Linked DNA regions of Mus musculus: region 1 is linked to region 2. The links are chromatin contacts, called in public promoter capture Hi-C maps. All regions are on one chromosome and are shown on one strand. The core of a region is the stretch at or near the end of the contact, and the rest is flanking DNA. Distances in the headings are between cores, read along the strand shown. Region 1 holds the start of Meis2 (Meis homeobox 2). Region 2 holds the start of Hoxd12 (homeobox D12).

Region 1 (5,296 bases), core at 2,009-4,508, about 41 Mb after region 2:
AGATCAGTTCGGAGAAGCCCCCGGCCACTTTAGCCCGCCAAGTAAACATATACTCAGTTGGGAAGTAATGAAATACGCAAGAAGGCCAGGCAATTTAGAGCTCGGAGTAGATCCAGACCCCACTCCAGAGACGCCTGCCACACAAACCAGGGCAGGGAGCGCTATTTGGTGCCCTCCCGCCCCCCACTCCCATTCTGAATTGATCTAACGGGCGGTTCAGACCCGGCGGAGGGCTTCACCAACATCCACACGAGAGAGACTTTTCACGATTTTAAGAAGGTCTCATCTCTCCACCCTTTGCTTTATAAACTTGTTTGTTCTGCTTCCAGTAAAGCTCCGGTAGTAGGGCCAAAATAATAAGAATGTTAAACAAGAAAGAGCTTCCATCGAAAGACCACATTTCTCTCAGCGTTGCAGCTCACAAGAATAAATAAACCGCGTTTCAAAACTTAGAAGTGTGAGTGCCGGGCGCGTACGCCCTTTGTGTTCCTCCGGGCGGCTTAGCTACACCTCGGGATGCTTGAGGCCTCAGGCTTTAGGCTCAGTTGCTGTTTACCCACTGTCCCCTCCCCTCGGCATCCCGCCGCCTTCCCCACCTACCCTCAGCCGGAAGAGCCGGGCTAGTACTCGCTTGGACCGTGCTTGCCCACCCCTCCCTAATCTCTCCGAATATAAAATAATTTCCAGCCATTTCCCTGACTCCCAAGAACGGCTGTGTGTGTAAGCGGCAGTCTCTTCCACCCCGCTGCACTTCAAGGTCTGCCCCCTTTATTTACAGAGAATTAAGAAGTGAGTGATTAGGACTTCCTGGCCGACAGAAGCTGCCCTGATTCCAGCTCAAGCTGCGTTTAGTGACTCCCAGGCCCTCAGTAGGAAGCAGAAAGGGGAGGGGAGGGAGAAAAAGAAAGAAAGAAAGAAAGAAAGGAAAGAAGAAAGAGTGAGAGAAAAGAAGAAAGAAAGGGCAACTGGAAGTTTTTTCTCGGCTGCAGAAAACTTTCCTCTTAATCAAGGCCTGTGTTAGGCAGCCCGAGACAACCAGCCCTGTGCCTTTTGGCCAGGATTCGTGTCCTTGGGGAGAAGGCCCGGCCGGCAAGATTTAAAGACTCAGTTCTTACATTGGACCGTGGGGTCTGGAGAGGCCGAACCAAGGGAGCAGAGAAGGTTCTATTTTTCTGGTCTTTGACTCAAGATCAGGCTCTCTCCCTTGTCTTTCTCTACTGCAAGCAGTCTGTCTCCTCATGCAGAATTAAGTCCCCACTTAGCCTCCCTGGTCCACCCTAACACCACCACAATCACCACCACCTCCACCACCACCATCACCACCAGAGACAAGCACACGCACTCACACACACTCACACACAGTAAGCTGGGTCCGGGGGTCGGTTTACCCATAGATTGCGTCCTTGTCTCTTTTCAAGGCGTCGTTGACAGCAGATCCCATGCTGGCTGGCATGACATTGGGGTGCGGGGCGTGCGCGCCGTAGTGCTGCGTGGCGTGGAGCGGCGGCCCGTGGTTTAGGTGGTGAACCGGGGGGATCGGCCGCGGCGCGTGAGGGTCTCCGTACATGGAAGCGGGAACCCCTACTCCGTCCATCCCGCCGTAATGGGGCAGCTCATCGTACTGTCAGAGCCCGGGCAAGAGGAGGGGGCGGTGGCACAGAGTAAGAGAGAACCCAGGGGGGCAGAGGCAGGAAAGCAAAGGAACCCGGAGCAAAGAAAAGAGGGTACAGAGGAGTGGGGATGGAATAGAGATAGGGGGTGTAAAGACGGATGAGAGAGAGAGAGAGAGAGAGAGAGAGAGAGAGAGAGAGAGAGAGAATAAAAACAAAGTCAGAAAAAAAGAAAAGTACCGGACACAAGTTAAACACACTACAAACCAAACCAGGAGAAAAAACAGATTTGAAAGTTGGGAGAGGATGTCGTAAATTTTAAAATTAAAGTCTGAGCCGAGAGCAGCATTCAGGGAAGGCAGATCAGGCGGAGAGGCCGGGGACGCCGGGTGGGGGGTGGGGGGGCACAGGGAGGCCCCGCTCCCGCTGGAGGCTGCAGAACCCCAGCGAGCCAACCCAGGGAGAAGTGGAGTTAGCAAGAGAAGGAAGCCCCGGATCCCACCCCTTACCCCCCTTCGCCTCCTCCAGGAGATCCAATAAATCAAAGGGCGAAATGAAACAAAATAAAGAGAAGAAAAACGCTAATAATCAGGCCGAGAACGGCAAGGACAAGGGAAGACTAGGGTCGGTGCCTCCCCGGGGGCTAGGAGCTGAGGGTGGGGAGGAATAACGTGAAAGTTACCAGAAACATTATTTAGCAGCGGATTCCCTGCGTCCTTGTCAATTTCAGAGACAAAACAAGCAGCCGGGGCTAGTCTAGGCAGCGCGGCCCCACGCCGGCGGCTCCTACGCAGCCCGCGCCCGCCCGGAGCCGCGCGAGTAGCGGCGAAAGAGGCGCAGCGGCGGCGGCAGGAGAACCCGGGGAATCACGCTGCCGGGGTAAAAGCTGGAGCGAGGCGAAAGCGTGTAACAATTGCACACAAGTACACACACACACACACACACACACACACACACACACACACACCACTCACACGCTCTCGCCGCCCGCAGAGAACCCGGGGAATCACGCTGCCGGGGTAAAAGCTGGAGCGAGGCGAAAGCGTGTAACAATTGCACACAAGTACACACACACACACACACACACACACACACACACACACACACACACACACACACACACCACTCACACGCTCTCGCCGCCCGCCCGCTCGCTCAGCGCTGGGACACGCGCGGCCAGACACGCACACACGCACGCACACACACTCTCACACACGCAGAGGCACAGGGGGGAAAGAAGCCGGTGAATAATTTTGTTACTATTTTTTAAAATACTGGCCGCCATCATCATCAAGCAACCAGCAGCAGCCAGCTCAAAGGGAGAGAAGGCATGGGGCAGGGCCCTGTAGGAGAGGATTTATATCTAGGTAAGTGTTGGAGATTTAAACCTACCCTTTGCGCCATCAGTCTGCGCTCCAATAAACTCCTGGATGTGTCGTATATTTAATATCCCAGTCCGGATAAGAAAGTGAGCTAGGTTGAAGAGTCCTTTTTTTCCAAACCAAGGAGACTTCTCCCAATTTTCCAATGTTATTTTTTGGGGGGTGGGGAAAGCCCAGTCAAGAAAACGAAGAATTTTTTTCAGTGATATTTCTTCTTTTTCTCTTTTTTCCTCTTCTTCCTCCTCCTCCTGATCTTCCTCCTCCTCCCCCTCCTCCCCCTCCCCTCCTCCTCCTCTTCGGTCCTCCTTTACTCCTCTTTCTCTTCTTTTCCTCTTAGTTGAAAAAAAAAAAGAAAAGAAAGAAAAGAAAAAGAAAAAAAATTGTCAAGCCCCCGAACTGAAGGTTACGAGCGGCCAGTCAGCAGCCCACATGTAACCGAACTGTCGAGTTTCATGGCTTTTTGCCACTCCAGCTGTCAATCAAAGCCCGGAATGTCAAGGTAGTGAATGAATGATGGTTGATGATGATGAAGAGGAGCAATCTTTCAGACCCGTTTTTTTTTTCTTCCAGTAAAACTCCGCGAGGGGTTTCTGCTTCTTGAATTCTTCCTCCCCCCTCCCCCCTCTTTTAGCTTTGCCCCCAAAATAGCTCTAATATGATCCTCTCTTTTTAAAGTATTGTTCAAAGAAAGCAAGGAGAAAACCAAGAAAAAAATGAATAGTTTGCAAAAATTGGACTTCCTCCCCCCCTCTCTGGTAGGTATTTTGTCTTTCCCTCTCTCTCTTTCTCGCTCGCTCTCACTCGCGCTCGCTCTCTCGCGCTCTCTTTCTCTCTCTGGGAGATGAGTGAGTGTCAGTAGGTGTTGGCAGGTTGGCTGCAGCCGGGCTTATAGTAGAGCCTCAGTTTGGCGGCGCGGGTCGGCGGCGGGAGAACGAAATGACGGAACCCGGAAGTCGTGGTGGCCATAGCCCGTCCTACGGCGGAGACACATCCCGAGAGTGGGGAGCTGGAGCGAGGAGGAGCGCGCAGCGCGGAGCCTCTGATATGCAGCGAGTGCGGTCGGACGGCCCCGGGGGGGGGGGGGGGGGCTGGGGAAGGGGAGGCTGGAGCGGAGAGGACCGGAGCAAATCAGCAAGCCTGCTTCTCCAGGGGGACGACGCGGGAGGGAGAGGAAGAGGGGAGGGAGGGGGGATGAGGGAGGGGGAAAGGGGGAAGGGAGGGAAGGAGGGAGAGCGACAGGAGAGGGAGAGAGAGGGAGAGAGAGAGAGAGAGAGAGAGAGAGAGAGAGAGAGAGAGAGAGAGAGAGAGAGAGAGAACACGCGTGATTGGAGGGGGAAGGAAGAGAGGTGGAAGAGGACAGGGAGAGCGCAGACAGGAAAACTGCAGAAAGCCACAGGGAAAGTACGGTACAGACTCAGATCTTTTTATTTTCAACTTACTTCTCGTTTATTTCCCCACCACTCCTCTTGGCTCCTGCCTAACTGGGTCGCGTTGGGGATGTTTGGCATGGCGCTCTAGCTTTTGTTCGTTTTAATTCCGCGGCCCCCTTCCTCTGCCGGCGGATTACTAGGTCCCGAACTCTGCCACTACAACCTAGAGCAGCAAGCTCCGCCAACTGCACCACCGCCAGGCTAGGATTTTTGTTGTTGTTGTTGTTGTTGTTGTTGTTAAGTGGTACTTTCTTTCTCGTGCAGATGCAGAGCCCTTTTTGTCAATATTCATTTTTGTCTAGTACAAGATATGAGCAGCTGAACTCGGAGCATAGTCCCTCGGTGCGCTGCAGACAGTGTAGACCACCATTGAGAGTCTAGGGGTCCTGGGCTCAATCTGGAGGGAGAAAGCAGGATGAGAGTTAGTAGGGCGGGAGTTAGTGGGGTAGGAGTTAGAGGAGAGGGAGTTGTTTGGTGTTTGTTGTTTACCGATGTAGACAAGTGTGTGTGTGTGTGTGTGTGTGTGTGTGTGTACGCGCGCGTGCGTGCGTGCGCGTGACCGCTGTGCGCCTCTAAAGTGAATCTTGGATCTAGGAAGCACCGGAGGAGAAAGATTAAAAAGCATGTGAGACAGAAGATGCTTGCGAGGAGTGGCTGGCTCTGGCTGCCCAGCTTTGTTGTGGTTGCCCTGGGCGCAGCGGTTGTAAAGAGGGCTAAAGGCTGAGTTAATTACACCGGGAGGATTTCGCTGGATGGGGACCATGGGACTGGCTCCTAAAGTTTTCCCAAAAGGAAAAGGAAGCGAGTAGGGTTAAAAAGGTAAATACCCGACTAGGTTTTGGTAGAAACTAGTTCTGGCCGGGGTCCCGCCCAA
Region 2 (4,766 bases), core at 927-3,426:
CTAGGCTGAGAGACGCTCAGAAATTTGGCACGGTATTAGCGATTGGGGTAGGAACCAAGATCCCAAGATCGGCAGATTGACTCATGATTCAAGAGGTGAAAAAGACGTTAGGACAGAGGCGAAAGGTCAAACAATAACACGCGGCCACAGGCTTCCTTGCATCAGGTCCCTTGGCTCCGCTGTCTGGGTCAGTTGCTACAACCTCTGGCTTTCGGAGACTGTCCGTAGCTCCTTGGCAGCGGGCCGTGACCGCGAGCACTGGCGACCCCAAGCCCGCCCCACCGCCCTTCACTGTTGATCTTGACCGTGCGGCGGCGCCTCGTCAGGCGTGGAGCACGCTCGCCATCTCCTGGGCGTTTGGCGACATTGGCAGAGCTTGCCATTCTGCTCCTCAGCTCCCCCCCCCCCCCAGCCCCCAACATCCCAGACAAGCCTCCCTTCCTCCTCCCACCTTCCCTCATGGTCTCCAGCCTTCAGCATCAGCCACCAGCTTTCTCAAAAAGAACTTTGCCTACCAGACCTTGAAAGTTATAGACTTGGAGGAATGAAGTGGGTCGATTAAGGGGGGGAAAAAACCTGGAAAAAAAATCTAGCTGTCCTTTTCATTCCTGATTCACACTTATGTATTTGGTCCTGAGAAGCAAACATAATTATAAGGCAGCCATAGTCTAAGGATGCACCCTTAGGCCTGTAACTACCTAGGAATCTCTGTGCAGGAGGCAGGGGCTCTGAGAGTGCTGGAACTATTAGAACTGAAAATTCAGGCCAGAGGATGCTCCAGTAGAAAGGAGAGAATTCTTCAAAATGAAAGCTATCGAATACCTAATCTAAGGCTTCTAAAAACCGACTTAAAACTTCTGCCTCCTCCCACCTACCAGAAAAGAAAGTATGGAGTCCCAATTCCTGAAAAGGAGGAAACTCTAGTAATGCCCCAGGATCCTTAGACTTCCCCCACCCCCACCCTCCTCCCGCCCCAGAGCTGGAGGAAGAGGACGATTGCGTCCTGAGAGCCGCCCAATTGGTCGCCGTAACTCACACAATAAAGTCCCAGCGAGGTGGTCAGCCTTGCCCTCCGGCGGCGCCTGTGTGGTCTCCTTGCCAGAGCTGGGGGCCTAACCAGTTCCAGCTTGGCTCATGGACCATGGGTCCTGCTTTAGGCTAGCGCGGGCTCCCACAACACAGTCTCTTGAGGAGAAAAGCCTTATTCCCTCTGGACCATCCAGAAGGCCCTGCCTCAGGGGTTAAGCACACTTACTACACACACGGAGCGTTGCCTGTTTTGCCCAGACAGTGAACCCGCAGCGGCCCGCGTGCCTGGAGGCACCGACAAAAGAGACTCAGCTAGCTGATTGTTCCTGTGCGACTGTGCCTCCTCAGCCAGGTGGCTCGGACTTTTCTGCCCCTCCAACTCTCAGTTGGACGGCTAGGAGCTTGGCTAGTAGGGAATAGTCACCAAGATGACCCCAGGAGAGAAAAGAAATGTAATTTTTCACAAGATTGGCTCCTCGGACTGCGGAATTGCCTGAGGGGACTGGATAACAACGCTATGAGCACAGTTCCTGGGAACAAATGTCAGGAACAGCGTGAAGATTCCTTAGGTACCACACTTGAGCAGTTTGTGCCGCCTTTCACCTTTGTTTGGTCAACCTCTTGTATTGTCTGTGACCTGGGGCTACAGGGTCAAGTGAATGGGTCCTTGCTGCCAAGTGCCTTTGGCAGAGACCACTTTAGAGGCCCTTTCTATAAAAAAGGATTGGTTGCTCAGATCCAGGAGCAGTCCGTGCCACTGCCAGCTCTTCTCCAGTCAAGCCCAGGTACCCTTATTGGAAAACGTCTGAATTGCAACTTAAAGTTTGTAGACGCAAAGCCCGGCCCAGGCAGCCTGCGAAATAAGGGCTGGGAAGACTAACCCAGAGCAGGAAAACTCCCAAGAGACACTTGGGCAAAGGCACCCTCATCCCAATGTCACCGGCTCCTGAAAGAGGTCTGGAAACTTTCAAGGGCTTCGCCCTCCCTCAACAGGCTTTGGCTCTGCTAGCAGCCTCGTCCTTCGCCGTCGAACATTGAGTGTTATCATAATACCCTGAAAGGGGGTGGGGGTGGGGACGGGTCGGGGGATGTAGGCGGTGCTGAAATGACCGGCTTTGAAGAACCTGCAGGCAAAGTTTTGTCCAATCCTCTGAGCCCGTCCTCCTATTCCGGGTTGTAACTAAATACTGTTGCGAGCACAGCCGAGGCCCTTTGTTGGAGATGTGTGAGCGCAGTCTCTACAGAGCTGGCTATGTGGGCTCGCTTCTGAATTTACAGTCACCGGACTCTTTCTACTTTTCCAACCTGAGAGCCAATGGCAGCCAGTTGGCCGCGCTTCCCCCCATCTCATACCCTCGCAGCGCGCTGCCCTGGGCTACTACGCCCGCCTCATGCACCCCTGCGCAGCCTGCCACCGCCTCTGCCTTTGGAGGCTTCTCTCAGCCTTACTTGACCGGCTCTGGGCCAATTGGCCTGCAGTCTCCAGGCGCCAAGGACGGACCCGAAGACCAGGTCAAGTTCTATACGCCTGATGCGCCCACCGCATCTGAGGAACGCAGCCGGACTAGGCCGCCCTTCGCCCCCGAGTCTAGTCTGGTTCATTCGGCTCTCAAAGGCACCAAGTATGACTACGCGGGTGTGGGCCGGACCGCTCCAGGCTCTGCGACCCTGCTCCAGGGGGCCCCCTGTGCCTCCAGCTTCAAGGAAGACACCAAAGGCCCGCTCAACTTGAACATGGCAGTGCAAGTGGCCGGGGTGGCCTCTTGCCTGCGATCTTCACTGCCCGACGGTAAACAGTGCCCATGCTCCCCCAAGCCAGTTTAGGCAGGGACGGGAGGTGGGGTGTCAGGGACAGTTGGACAGGGAGGAGACCCGCCAGCAGTGGTGAACGTCTGTGGGGCGGGCAGTTGATCTGAGCGAGCTGACATGGGTCGGGGCTCTGTTGCAGGCCTGCCGTGGGGGGCGGCCCCGGGGAGGGCCCGCAAGAAGAGGAAACCCTACACAAAGCAGCAGATTGCGGAGCTGGAGAACGAATTCCTGGTCAATGAATTCATCAACCGGCAGAAGCGTAAGGAATTGTCTAACAGGCTGAACCTCAGCGACCAGCAGGTCAAAATCTGGTTCCAGAACCGGCGTATGAAGAAGAAGCGGGTAGTGCAGCGCGAGCAAGCACTGGCCCTCTATTAGCTGCCCACGGGGGCCTGAGGCCTTGCCAAGCCTGCCCTTTTGGACCAAGGCCTGGCTGTGGAGGAGGTGTTGGGGCTGCAGATTTCCCTCCCACTCCTCTGGTCCTGGGCGCCCTTCGGCTCAGTCTGTAGCTGAGGAACCAGGAGGAGATTTGGAGATGAGGCCAGTGGAGCCCCCTTCGCTTTCAGCTCTCTTTGGGACCCTCCTGAGAGGTGTTTGGGAATTGCAATCTAACACTGGCTTTAAACATTCAGCATGGTGTCTGGGGGTCACCTGTCCTTGTCTATGATGTTTACATCCGGGGCTCACTATTGAAACACTGTATGAGGGTTTGTTTTTTCCGGTTTTCAACGTGTTCTTTTTCTTTTTCTTTCTCTATCCAGCTCTTTCTGCATGAAACAGGAGCCTAGCTAGAGCTCCGGGTATAAGTGCAGGTAGAAAGGCCCTGAGACCCCGCTGCAGTGCAAGGGGCTGGGGATAACTCTAGCCCCTTCGCAGCAGAAGCCCTTTGTGACAAAGCTGGGCTCTCCACTCTGCAGGAAGGAAAGGGCCTGATTCCACAACCCCCATCTGCCCTGAATGATTTGGGAGGACAAAAGCTACCCTAGACCTTCAGACTTGTGGGGGGGGGGGGAGGAAAGGATACCCTGGAACCTCAGCGCTTCAAAGGTTCTCCTGCTGAGTAAAACAGGCTGGAAGATCTCCTTCTCAGAGACAGGGAGAGAAACTGGGACTCCAAAACAAAGTATGGTCTCTAGACTGTCATAATTCCCCTGCTCCAGCCTCACCTATCCCTGAGCCAAGGCCAAGCACTCTGTAACTAGATCCCCAGAACTGAGCTATGGGTGAGGGGAGCTGCTGGCCTGTTTTGAGGCTTGGCTGCACAGGGAAGAAAGAAGAGTAAGCGAGGCGGAGGAGGATCTGCACTCTGTAACCACGACTCTCCTCTTGAATGAATGAAGTTATCCATATGTCTGTCTTTCTTGAATTTCCTTAATGTATCACCACAGGAAGAGACCCCCCCCCCAAAAAAAATGCCTCCTTGAGGAGTCTGAAGGGTGGGAGAAGAAACCTCTCAGATTCTCAGACTGTAGTTGCTGCTCTTGAAGGACAGAAAACCAGCACTTCTTCCCCATCCTCTCCACCACCCACCAACTCCATCAGAACTTAGCTAGGGTGTCTCTTCTCAGAGACTGGTGGTCAGCTCTTGTAAAGCTTTTAAGGCCCCAAGCCCTGCCAGGTTTACCTTGAGAAACCTAGGTTTTCTGAATTGTGAATGAAGTTGCTCTACGCCTGTTATAGAATCTGTCCAGCCTCATTCCCAGTGAATTCAACTCCGCCTTCCCCTACAATCTTTGCCTCTTCTTTTGAGCTTTAAGCCCCACCCCCAACCTTTAGCAAGATGCACAACATCCCAAAGGCTCATGATTCCTTCCCCAAGTCCAATGGCTTTCCTTTAGAGAAGGTCTCCAGGAACTGGACCTCGAAGGGCATCTCACAAGGACCTTTGAGCCTCGCCCCAACTGACCTCGGTTGGTGTGTTAAATATT

Evidence for each region. Promoter capture Hi-C pulls out the DNA fragments that hold promoters and counts their contacts.
Region 1: a contact with region 2 is called in a promoter capture Hi-C map of embryonic stem cells, with 6 read pairs. The contact joins the promoter of Meis2 here to the promoter of Hoxd12 in region 2.

What each region holds. Positions count from the first base shown.
Region 1 is chr2:116,061,800-116,067,095 of GRCm38.p6, forward strand. It overlaps Meis2 (Meis homeobox 2), which reads right to left and starts at 3,259. Exons shown (of 12, transcript NM_001159568.1): 1 at 3,003-3,259; 2 at 1,389-1,621. The coding sequence starts at 3,014.
Region 2 is chr2:74,672,837-74,677,602 of GRCm38.p6, forward strand. It overlaps Hoxd12 (homeobox D12), which reads left to right and starts at 2,177. Exons shown (of 2, transcript NM_008274.3): 1 at 2,177-2,818; 2 at 2,978-4,766. The coding sequence starts at 2,251. The coding sequence ends at 3,216.